Linked DNA regions of Sus scrofa: region 1 is linked to region 2. A link is a contact called in public HiChIP or PLAC-seq data. All regions are on one chromosome and are shown on one strand. The core of a region is the stretch at or near the end of the contact, and the rest is flanking DNA. Distances in the headings are between cores, read along the strand shown.

Evidence for each region. HiChIP or PLAC-seq counts read pairs in DNA pulled down with a chosen protein or histone mark.
Region 1: a contact with region 2 is called in an H3K27ac HiChIP or PLAC-seq map of skeletal muscle, with 4 times the contacts expected there. The contact joins the promoter of DPT here to the promoter of NME7 in region 2. A contact is called at or near these places in 4 of 5 promoter capture datasets (fetal liver, fetal skeletal muscle, liver and 1 more), 17 of 47 Hi-C or Micro-C datasets (adipocytes, brain, embryonic fibroblasts and 9 more) and 2 of 2 datasets of contacts at active chromatin or transcription factors (alveolar macrophages and skeletal muscle).

Annotation. Positions count from the first base shown.
Region 1 is chr4:82,283,819-82,289,772 of Sscrofa11.1, forward strand. DPT (dermatopontin) reads left to right here and starts at 3,839. Exons shown (of 4, transcript XM_003125649.5): 1 at 3,839-4,243. The coding sequence starts at 3,939.
Region 2 is chr4:81,638,147-81,644,365 of Sscrofa11.1, forward strand. It overlaps NME7 (nucleoside diphosphate kinase 7), which reads left to right and starts at 1,761. Exons shown (of 13, transcript XM_021089439.1): 1 at 1,761-1,895. The coding sequence starts at 1,893. It overlaps BLZF1 (golgin-45), which reads right to left and starts at 1,642. Exons shown (of 7, transcript XM_003355067.4): 1 at 1,267-1,642.

The DNA.
Region 1 (5,954 bases), core at 2,589-5,088, 650 kb after region 2:
TTCCCCAGGACCTACTGAGCACACTTTGCCAAGAACAGCAGAAATTCTTAGTGCAAATTAGTGTGTGTGTGTGTGTGCGCACGTGTGCATGTGTGTGTGTTAATATGAATAACCTTATAAACATTTACTTTGGTAATTGTTTCTAAATGTCGATGTATAATTAGTGGACTGCACTTTTGATAAAAATAAGGAAAGGAATCACGGAATAAGAATCAGAAGACCCGGAGCTCATGCCCCTCCAGCTCTAGGAATCTGAACCAAAAGACTTCCTGAGCGCAGTTTCCTCATCTGTAGGAAACCAATCCTATAATTCCTCACAAATATATAAGGCTGTGAGAAAGATAATATAACCTAGTTGAAAATGCATAGTAAACTGTACAGAGGATAAACTTAGGCATTCTTTTTTGGGGGGGCTGCACCTGCAGCATATGGAAGTTCCCGAGCTAGGGGTCAAATCAGAGCTGCGGCTGCCAGCCTATGCCACAGCCATGGTGGCAACACTAGATCCTTAACCCCCTAAGCAAGGCCAGAGATCAAACCTGCAACCTCATGGACACTATGTCAAGTTCTTAACCCATTAAGCCACAGTGGGAACTCTAACTTAAATATTCTTAATTTTTTTTTTTTTTTTGTCTTTTTGCTATTTCTTGGGCCGCTCCCGCGGCGTATGGAGATTCCCAGGCTAGGGGTCCAATCAGAGCTGTAGCCACCGGCCTACACCAGGGCCACAGCAACACGGGATCCGAGCCATGTCTGCAACTACACCACAGCTCACAGCAACGCCAGATCGTTAACCCACTGAGCAAGGCCAGGAACCGAACCCGCAACCTCATGGTTCCTAGTCGGATTCGCCAACCACTGCGCCACAACGGGAACTCCTTAAATATTCTTAATGTCTGCTCAGGGGAACCATTCTCTGTGAGGCCTCTAGCAATTGGCTCCAAGTTCTCAGCAGTTTATGGAATCTCAGACATTTCATGAGTTAGGATGTTTTCGACTGTAAGTAATAGGAATCTATACCTAATCTAACCTAATCTATAAAGATGTTTACTCATGTACGTTACAGGGAGTCTGTAATCTATGGTAGCTGTAATCTGTAAAATAAGAGAGGTCTGCAGAGAACAGGGAACAGGCAGGGCCTGGAAATTGTTGGGAAATGAATGCATGATAAAGATGAGTGCTTACGATGACTTGTTTCTTGGAGCTCTTTAAGGTTTAAGATTACTGGTAAATCCTACCCAGAATGCAGGATATAACTCATGAGCATTAGGATGACACATTTTAAAACCTCTAGGAGTTCCCCAGTAGCCTAGCAGTTAAGGATTCAGTGTTGTAATTGCTGTGGCTAGCGTTCAAACCCTGGCCCTGGTAACTTCTGCATGCCAAGGGTGCAGCCAAAAAAATACCCAAAACTCTCTATAGCAGTGGTTATCAATCTTGACCGTACATGCAAATCATACAGGAAAGTTTTCAAGGCTACTATTTTCTGGACTCAGCTCAAAAGCTTCTTATGGGTCTGGGGTGAGGCTCAGACACTGGCATTTTTCAAAAGTTTCCCCAGGTAATTTTTAAGTGCTGACAGGACTAAACTCATTACATATTTGAAAGCCAAGCACTGTGTCTAGGTATAGTTCCAGCATATCATAAATCCAAGTGGTCACCCTGAACTTGGAGCACTCCAGTTGCCAACACTAGGGAGTTACTTGTGGATAGAAGTGATAGGAGAAGGTGGTACTAAAACAAAACTGGGATTCATATGCCTATTCAGTCCCGAGTTTCCCCTCCCTTTGATAACTACATCACCAGAGCTAATTACATGCCCAGTGCGTGCACACACACCACACACACACACCACACCACTTATTTGCTTTCCTCCTATGTGTAACTTTCTCCTTCAAGGTTACCTTAATCTAACCTGAATGCCATCTGTTAAATGTGCTATACATTGGGCAAGGAGTAGGACTTAGAGTGTGATTCACCCCTCTTCCCTGGTCCCATATTCCTTTAAGAAAGTGGATCTTAAACTTTGATATGAATAAGAATCACCTTGAAGAATTTTTAATGCAGATACCTGGGTACCAGGTTATGATTTTAGTAGGACTGGAGTAAAGTTCAGGAATCTGCATTTTAATCATCCTCACAAGTGCTTAAGAGATAATTGGTCTTCAACCATCAATTTTAAGAAACTTTCTTAAGGACGGCCCTGGTGAAAAATGGTAAATACTATCCACTAAGGAGATGCCCAGAGGGCTCAAGAGATTTAAACAGTTAAATCTCCAAAGAAGACAGATGGAGGGCCAATAAACACATGAAAAGATGCTGAAAATCATTAGTCATTAGGGGAATGCAAATCAAAACCTCACTGAAATACCGCTGGGAATCTATTAACCTATTAAAATGGCTACAATAAAAGTAACAGCAATTTTCTGGGAGGGATCCACAATGGTTCGGCATTTTAGATATCAGGTAATTTCTTACAAGATTAAAAATACACTTACCTTAAGATCTGGCACCCTCACTCCTAAGTATTTGACCAAATGAAATAAAAATTTGTTTGTACAAAAACTTGTTCATGGATATTTATAGCAGTTTTATTCATAATTCCTAAAAACTGGAGAAAAATCAAATGTCTTTCAAAGGTATAAGCTGCCTGTAGGACAGCCATACCATAGAAGACCACTCAAAAGTGAAAAGGAATAAACTACTGACACACAGTGATATGCATGGATCTCGGAAGCATTATTCCTAGTGAAAGTAGACAAAAAACTGCATATTGTGTGATTCCACCTACTTGACATCCTGAAAAAAGGCATAGTGATAGTGACAGAAAGTAGATTGAAGGTTATCAGGGGCGGGGTCTTGGGGAGGATTTGACTACCAAAGCATAACGGGGTTGGAGGCTTTCTGGAACTGTTCTATGTCTTGATGGTGCTGGCTAAATGACTGTATGCTGAACATTGGAAAAGATGCATTTATTATATGTAAATTATATGTCATTCCAAAGAAAACTTAACCTGGAGGGGGAAAAAAACCAAAGGATAAAAAGTGGCTTTATTCAGTTCTCTTGCAGCACAGGGGTTAAGGGTCCAGCGTTGTCACTGCAGTGGCATGGGGCCCTTCTGTGGCACAGATTGGATCCCTGGCCAGGGAACTTCCACATGCCTCAGGCATGGCCAAAAAAAGAAAAGAAAAAAAAAAAAGGCAGCTTTATTCAGATTAAACTCATTACATATTTGAGAGCCAAGCACAGTTTCTAGGTATAGCTAGGTCTAATTTCAGCAGCTCAGAAGGATGCTTAAGTGTAGAGATAATGCCCAACTTGTCTCCCCATGGACTCTCACATAGTACTTCCATATGTGACTGAATACTCAGAGTAGCCTACAAATGTGGCTTTAACTGGTAGTTAAAAGATGTGAGGCTAAGAACTTAAAAGAAATCAGGCATCCAGCCTTGCAGTACTTTAAATGATTCTGTCCCTTCATCCTATTATTTTGGTGTTTTGAAATCACTTTAATCACGTTCTGCATGTGTGTGGTCCTTCAAAGCTGGTTTGGAGAATAAATGCAGGGGGTTGATAGCAGCAATAGAGTGGAGCATAAAGAGGTAAGGTACTGAGAGATGAGGAATAAATACACTGCTTTTTTTTCAGGTGAATAGTTCTAAGGAGTGTGAAGCCATTTGCTTTTAAAATCTATCTGCTGAGTTGTTCCTTCTCTAGAGAGTTTCTCCCATTTACAGCTTTCCTAGAATTCCACCTTAAAACAAACTGAATGTACTTATGGCCAGGATCTCTGCGCCGAAAACTTTTGCTTAAACGATGACACACTGCAGTTGGAGCCTGCTCACCCACATCTGGAAGCCACATGTCAGCAGCAGCTGTATAAAACAGGCAGCCCAGCAGACATAGGGTCATATTTTTTGCCAGAATTCCAGGCAGCATGGACCTCACTCTTCTGTGGGTGCTTCTGCCACTGGTCACCGTGGCCTGGGGACAGTACGGTGACTACGGGTACCCATACCAGCAGTACCACGACTATAGCGACGACGGGTGGGTGAATCTGAACCGGCAGGGCTTCAGCTACCAGTGTCCCCATGGGCAGGTGGTGGTGGCTGTGAGGAGCATCTTCAACAAGAAGGAAGGATCTGACAGACAGTGGAACTACGCCTGCATGCCCACGCCGCAGAGCCTCGGGGAGCCTTCGGAGTGCTGGTGGGAGGAGATCAACAGGGCTGGAATGGAATGGTAAGAGCCAGAGGGCGGCAGACGGCTGGGAACATGACAGCCCTCCTCCTGGGGGCTGCTTGACCCTCAGGGAAGAGCGCGCACTAAGGATTGGGCAAGTCCTACCAGGAACCTTCCCCTTGCGTGCTCTGGGTGAGGCAGGACTGCGATTGAGCTGATGGCCCTACAAGACAAAAACCCAGGATGGGGAGTGTCCATGGCAGACAGACTCCCCTGTGGTTCTGTCCCTTCTAGAAGCAGCCCCACTCTCAATTCGGTCCACGGACTACTGTGGGTCTGGGAAATGTTCTCCCAGTCTGCCAAAAGATAAGTGTAGAAATGGAAAGTATTTAAGAAACTTTGAAGCAACTTAACATTGCTGTGATGTCCAAATGGCATTTAAGTTTGGTAGTCATTTATTTTGACTCTTTAACAAAAGTATCAGTACCCAACTGTTTGGGGATAGTAAACAATGAGACCCTTACCACAGACAGTTTGAGAAGTCCTGATTTAGAGCAAGTAAATTGGGGCAGAGGGGTCAAAGAAATGTAGGCAAAGAGAAATGAAATTAAATGTTTCTCTGCTGCCTGATTAAATGTGCTCTCTCAGTTTTAAGTACCATGGTCCTTCTCTCTGTCTGAATTTGTAATGGGCTTTATTTCTAGGAAATAGTTTATTTACTAAAGTCTTTGGGGAGAGAAGTACTAATCTTACCTGACTAGGTTCTGCTGTGGTTAATGACATAGGAATGGCCTGAGTCTGTGTCTTTGCTGTGGGGTATCACTGGCTCACCCTTGATCTTGATCAGAACTCATCCCAGGAGGTATGGACTTTGAGGCCAGTTAGTCACTGCAGCCTAGATGGAGGCAGGACTGCTGGGTGAGTTGGCAGAGAGGGTGGAGGCAAATACTGGGGGAGCCTGGCTGGGGGAGGAGGAAGCCGGGCTTGCAGGCTGCCACTGTGGTAATTGTTGAGAGAAGACTGAAGAGTCCCATCAGTGGTACAGTGGTACAGTGGGGGTCAGAGCACAAAATTCTGTGGGTCACAGAGCAATGATGGAAATCAAGACAAAAAGACTGATGGGTGGGAGAGCCAGGCAACAGAGTAATAAAAACAGCTGCCATTGATTGAGTGCTTACCCTGAGCAAGCACTGTGCTGAATGCTTTATATGGATTATCTCATTTAATGATCAAAACAAATCTGTAAGTCATTTTATAGGTAGACAGGCTACAGTCTAGAGACCAGGGCTTTCCTCTTCTGGAAAGTAGTAGAGCCAGGATTTGGATTCAGCGAGCCTCAATACCAAAGCATTTCAGTTCTTAGTCATGGTAACAGGCTACTTGAGAGTTTGCTGCCTCTGCGCAGTGGGGGCTTGGTCAGCATAGCCAGGGCCACACTTCTGGACTCAGGGAAGTTCTTCATACTGGGGAGGGCAGGAATCTGCAAGATCAGAACAGGAGCTAGGTCTGGAGGGATGGAACCAGCTTGATTACCACCAAGATTGAGGAGGGGTGCAGCCAGCCTGTACAAGGAATGCAGAGAGGGTCATGGGCAGCTATAGGCAGGGGCCCCTTTGTTGCGCTTTACTCATCCATGCCCACTGCCCCTAAAGAGCAGATTTAATTATCCCAAACCCCTTCTGACGGATGGCTGACTCACAGCCCAGCCTCCCGTCAATGACTGACAGTTTCCAGTGGCTCCCCATAGTCAGGCCCACTGCCTGGCACAGAG
Region 2 (6,219 bases), core at 511-3,010:
CATTTAAAGATTATGATATTCTACTTGCTTCTTCATTTAGTAAACCTGCATTTAGGGAGTGCCCCTTACACCCCTTTTTCACAAGGTGATATTGTTATGACTACCCAATGTCTTAAAAAAAATGAGAGGTGGTTTACTTTCAAATTCCTGCTTCACTGGTATACTCTAAATTATCACCTATATACTCTAAATTATCAGATATGCGTCCTTAAATTTAGCTCAGAAATAGTACTGTAGTTACTACAGGTGCTCTGTATTATTGATAGATACCAGGAACTTAAAAGTAATTAGGAATTCCAGTCCTGGTGCAGTGGAAACGAATCCGTCTAGCAACCGTGAGGTTGCGGGTTCAATCCCTGGCCTAGATCAGTAGGTTAAGGAACTGGTGTTGCCATGAGCTTCGGTGTAGGTCGCAGAGACAGCTTGGATAGTGTGCTGTTGTGGCTGTGTTGTAGGCCAGCAGCTTAGCTCGGATTCCACCCCTAGCCTAGGAAACTCCAAATACTGCGGATGCAGCCCAAAAAAGGGGAAAAAAAAAGGTATTAAAGTAATTACCTTCTCAGGAGACATGGACACTATTTTGTTCACTACATGACAGAGGAGCTTCTGTTTAGATGTTTAACAAGTGACAAAAAATTCATAATAACTTAATTTGCATTTCTTGGTAAAAATTAAAATGTCATAGCATATATTTTCAGAATGTATGCATGACCTTACTAAATCTTAGTCTTACTAAGATTCAGGCGAGAACATGAGAAGGAAGGTAATACTAATGCAGTGATCACGAATGATGAACCAGGCACTAGATGACAAATGGTTTCACTCACAAAAATGATAACTCTTGAGTACTCGATATAACTCAGCATAGCGTCTTCCGTGCCTACCTTCCTTAAAAGTCACACCCCCGCCGCCACTGTTCTGAAAAATAGCTCTCCAAAGACCCTTCGCAAGAGCAATGAACCCTCGGAAGATGCGCAGGGAAATGTACAAAGGTCTGCAGGCAAATACTAATTGAAGGGGGTGGGGGTGGGTCTGGAGTGTGTAACAGGTATGAAGGTGGCAGGAGTGGAAGCGACAATCCTGTCAACCTCTGCCATCCCCAGAAGTCAAATCCAAAGTTCCGTCCCTGTCTGAACAAACCTTCCTGGAACAACGGGCAACCTTTCCTTAAATCTAAAGCGACTGAATGAACAACACACTTCAATCCAAACCTCTGTCCCTTTCCAAAATCCCCTCTCAGTTACACAAGCCCTTTCCTGGACTTACCTCTCAGATTCTTACTCTCCCAATTGCAGGGGGCCTCACTTTACAGGTTCTTTGGCTAGATATCACGGGTTAACTTCCGCGCACACTCCTCTAGCATTCCGAAGCCGATCCGCCCCAACCTTGGGGACATCAAGCTTTTGGTTCACGGCTAATTACTTCCGATTACTCAGGGTTTCGTTTCCGGAATACTTTTCAGAAGGAAAACACTTTTGGTGCCATTTAAACTCAAGTGACGCAGTGACGCAGAATATACGATTCAAGACTTCAGTAAAACAAAACTGGGTAGACTCTTATTAAAAAATAAAAAAAAGAATACTTGGACCCTAGCCGCATATAAGCCTGAACTTCCGGGTCGCCTTTCAACCAAACGGAAGTGATGATGCTGGAAAGAGGTAGGTGGTGTTCCGTTGCTCCAAGCTACGGCGTGAAGGGGCGGGTCGGTCGGCTGGGTGGGCGGAGCTCTATTTACTCCCAGCCACTAAGGACAAAGGGGCGGGGTAGTGGCGGCCCGCTCCGAGTCCGGCAGTAGGTGGGGCTCTGTTGCCAGAGTAACCTGGCGTTGGTGTTGGTGTAGGTGTTTTCCAGTCGCAAAGTTACCTATTTCCTGGTGCTGAGATCCCGAGGCGATGGTGAGTGCAAGGCGGTGTCAGAAGAAAGGCATCGCGGTCTTGTTTATGCTTTGTCCCAGGTCCTGGGGCGTCTGGGCGTTGAGAGGCATCCAGATCGCTTCTACCTTCGGCTGGTTATTTCTTTGTCCCTTTCCAGGAACTGTCCGTGCAATTTCCTCGCTTTCCCTACTTCTTGCAGCACCCTGAATTACACTTTGGTCCTGCTGAGCCTGTAGAGTATTGTGACAGGAAGTTTAAGGCTAAGACACGGAGTCTAGTAGTCTGAGGTGAGACCTTATTTCGGTCAAACATTGGAGATGTATGCATTTTTCATCATTGCATTTTTTTCAACCTCTCAGCTTCACTTTAACACGCTTCATTTAAAAGTATGTGGTGATGTTTATTTGACTTTTTCATGACTGATCCGAATCTCTCTGAATCCTGTAGTCTTTGCTCTCTTGAGGGCCGAGTACCGTTCCACACCCTAAGGGCCACCTAATAATAGCTGCATTTTGCACTAGCCCTAAATTATACAGTTGATTACCTTTTAACAGGAATACTCCATAATATCACTTGGAAATCACTTCTGGAAAATTCACTTGCTAGAGCTTCACCTTCAGAAATTCTGCATGAATAGAAACAGGCTCCATATTTGCATTTTTAAAAAAGCCTATAGATGATTTTCATTCGATCACATGTTCGAGAATGCCAGGTATGGCTATGAAATTAAATATGGAGACCCACCCAGAGTTCCCGTTGTGGCTCTATGCATTAAAAACCAGAGTAGTATCCATGAGGATGTGGGTTTGATCCCTGGCCTCGCTCAGTGGGTGAAGGATCTGGCATTGCTGCAAGCTGCCGCTTAGGATTTAGCCAGAACCTGGCATTGCTGTGGTGTAGGCTTCGGATTGGACTCCTAGCGAGGGAACTTATATATGCCACAGGTGTGGCTCTAGAAAGAAAGAACAGCAACAACAAACAGAGATCCACCCACCACCCCTTCTTTCTCTGTTAGGTCTTGTGTTTCTAGTTCAGAGAAACAGGTATTGAAGGATAATGCTTCCATCTTTGCTCTAGATTTTATTCCCTCCCATTCCTTATAGGACTTTCTGCTTTTGGTTATATTTTTTTCTTTCCTGTGCTTTCAGCCTCTTCCTCACCATTTCCTTCTCCCCCCACCCCCCCCCCCGTGTTCAAGCCATACACCTTAAGAAAATGAAATAAAACAAAAGCACACCCCCAGCCTGTGTTCGTTCAGTTTATTGCCTAGTCCTCCCATTTATCAGTAAACTGCTTGAAAGCATAGTGCTTCCATTTGTATCAAATTCAGCTCTTTACTTTCATCCTCAGCACTCAGTTATCTGAATTCCTCTAATGGCTTCATGAAGTTGTTCTTGCTTAAATTTCTTATGGCCAAATCCAGGAGTTTCTTCTCAAAATTTATTTAGCCTCTCTTTGATAGATGAAGCTCATCATCATTCATTCCTTCTTTTTTTTTTTCCCCACTGGCTTTGCCTACTTTTTAAATGCCATTCTCTGGGATTCATTCCTTAATTTCTTAGTCTGTCCATTTTCTTTGGCTGATTTCATCCACACACAAGTGTTCCACTAATGCCTAAGCATTCATTCTTAAATTTCAGTTTCATCTCAGACCTGGTAAGCATTCATTCTTAAATTTCAGTTTCATCTCAGATCTGGTAAGACCTGGACACTTCTAGCTGGTTACCACAAAGGCCCCTCAAACTCAACCAAAACTGAACTTGCTGTCTTTTCACCTGGCTTTTTTTGTTTCACCAAGTTGATGCTACCACTATATTTATAACCTAAACCAGAAACCAGAGTTTTCCTACACTCCTTTCTCTCCTATGTCTTCTCTGTTCAGTTGGTCACCTGATTCTGGTTTAGTTTCAGATTTCCTCAATTCTTTTTTTTTTTTCCTTCGCTTTTTTTAGGCCTTCACCCGAGGCTTATGGAGATTCCTAGGCTAGGGGTGTAATCAGAGCTACGGCTACCAGCCTATGCTTCAGCCACAGTAATGCCAAATCTGAGCAGCCTCTGCAACCTACACCACAGCTCATGGCAACTCTGGATCCTTAACCCACTGAGCGAGGCCAGGGATAGAACCTACAACCCCATGGTTCCTAGTTGGATTCATTTCCACTGTGCCACGACGGGAACTCCGAGATCTCCTCAGCTTTTGCTTGCACTGTTGTAGTAGTGTCTTTAACACTCTGGTCTGGTAATTCTTCAATTCATTATTTTCTCTACCACAAGAAGGAATTTACTGAACCCTAAATCTGTTGATGTTAATTACCGCTTTAGAACTCTAGACTCCTCATTCCCAACAGTATAAAAATTCAGCCTATCTGGAATGGCATACAAAGCCTTCTATGATCTAGGACTTAACCTGTCTTGCTTCTGTCATGAAACTTTCTTAGACATTCTTTTAGTTACTTGCCTTTTCATTGAACATTCCAAGCAACTGCAAACTGGTGGTAAGCCTCTTTCCTCTACTTTGCACATGCTGTTCCTTCCACCTGGAATACCTTTACTGCCATGTTTGCTAGCCAAACTCCTATTGATTCTTCATTCCTAGGTTAGGTGTTTTTCTTCTTTCTCTACTCAGAGAGAGTTGACTCTTCATTCTTTTTTTGTCACAACTTTACACAGTACACATTTCTCTTATTGTACTTACCACATTCAGTTGAAATTATTTAATAGGTTTGTCACTCTTACTAGACTTGATCTGTTAGAGGAATGGATCTTTATTTTGTTCACTGCCATTGCTTAGATTGTATTAGGCACTCAGCTGAATAAATTAAAAAAAAATAAGAATGTGTTAAGTGTCTGTGAGGGTACCAAGTACTTGGGGGATATTGGAGGATGGAATTTTCACTTTTCAGAATCAGAAAATCCACAAAGCAAGTGGAATAGAATTTCAATAGCTGGAATTTGGTGATCTGTACCATGGCATAGGGAGATAGTAAGTGACATTTGTGGAATACTGTTTTTTTGTGCCTGTCTGATATTTTTTCATTCAGAATTCCCAACAACCCTAAGATCAGTGAACTTCTATCCCTATCCTCTTATTCTGCCTGGAGTTGGGTGTGGTGGCTCTTTCAAATTGGGTGGTAAATGAAGGCTCCTCTAAGGAAGTGAGCTTTGTCTGAATGGACTGAATGATAAACTGCAGTGAACGAGGGAAGGGTTCTAGGCAAACTAACAACAAGATCAAAGGAGCGTCGAGTATTGCAGGAACTGACCTTATGGTTTAATGTGAAAAAAGAGTAGATATTAGATTATGAGGTGATGTGGGGGTGGTAGCAGTACAGGTGTGTGGTGGAGATTAGCAGGAAATTAGGGTAGAAAGGTAGGCAGGGGGAAGACAGCAGTATGTTTCAAACTGTGGTTGTATCCCATTACTCAGTCATGAAATCAATTTGTGGTAGGTAGCAGCATTAAAACGAAGACACATGAAATAAACATTTTCCATATTCATTGCATATGGCAAGGGTCACTTTCATGAAACTTTTGTTTTAAATTGCATGTGCGTTGGGTGTACAGGGTTATGCTATAGAATATATTTATTTCTTACTATGCATCATGATCCACAAAGTTCAGGATGTAGTGTATTTAAACAATACATACTCTGAATGGCAAAATTGTTTAAATCTCAAGGCATGCAGATTGCTTCTTCCTCCTTTGACCTAGTGACAATCTTACTGCATATCAGGAAAAACTGAATTTAATGAAAGCCTAAGACTGACTCTAGTAGAATTTTCAAGATCCTTTCTGCATCCAAATCTCTCTCCTGTGTCTGTTGCTGTCAGTCCTTGAAGAGAAAGAGTAGGCCTTTTGAAAAAGAGAGAGAAATGAAAGCCCTTTTCCTGTGTTCAGCCTGACCACTGACATCTGTACTCTTTCAAAGCTGGTGGTCTCTATAAGCAGCTGAAGATGGAGCTTGTTTGCTCTGCTGGTGTGGCTTCCTGATCACTGAAATTAAATTATCTGCATCTGGTTTGTTGCAGTTGTATCTTCTAGCACCAGAGTTGGGTTCTGGCTAACACCTTTACCTTACGAAGCAGAGATAGGCCACTGTTAGGTATATCTCACATACACGTTGTTTACGATAAAGAATATACTAGAACCATCAATTTATTTGCTTTTGCGCCTACAGAGAATGGAGGAGATAATTCCAAGACTCTTTTGACTAATAAAGAGGTATGAATTTATATATCTTCTAAAATAGACCACTGATTTAAATACTGTTAACCAAGGTGAACTGCTAGTATAATTAAGGCCTTTAAAGTTTATCAGCTATGTTCCACAAGAATTAAACTAAACA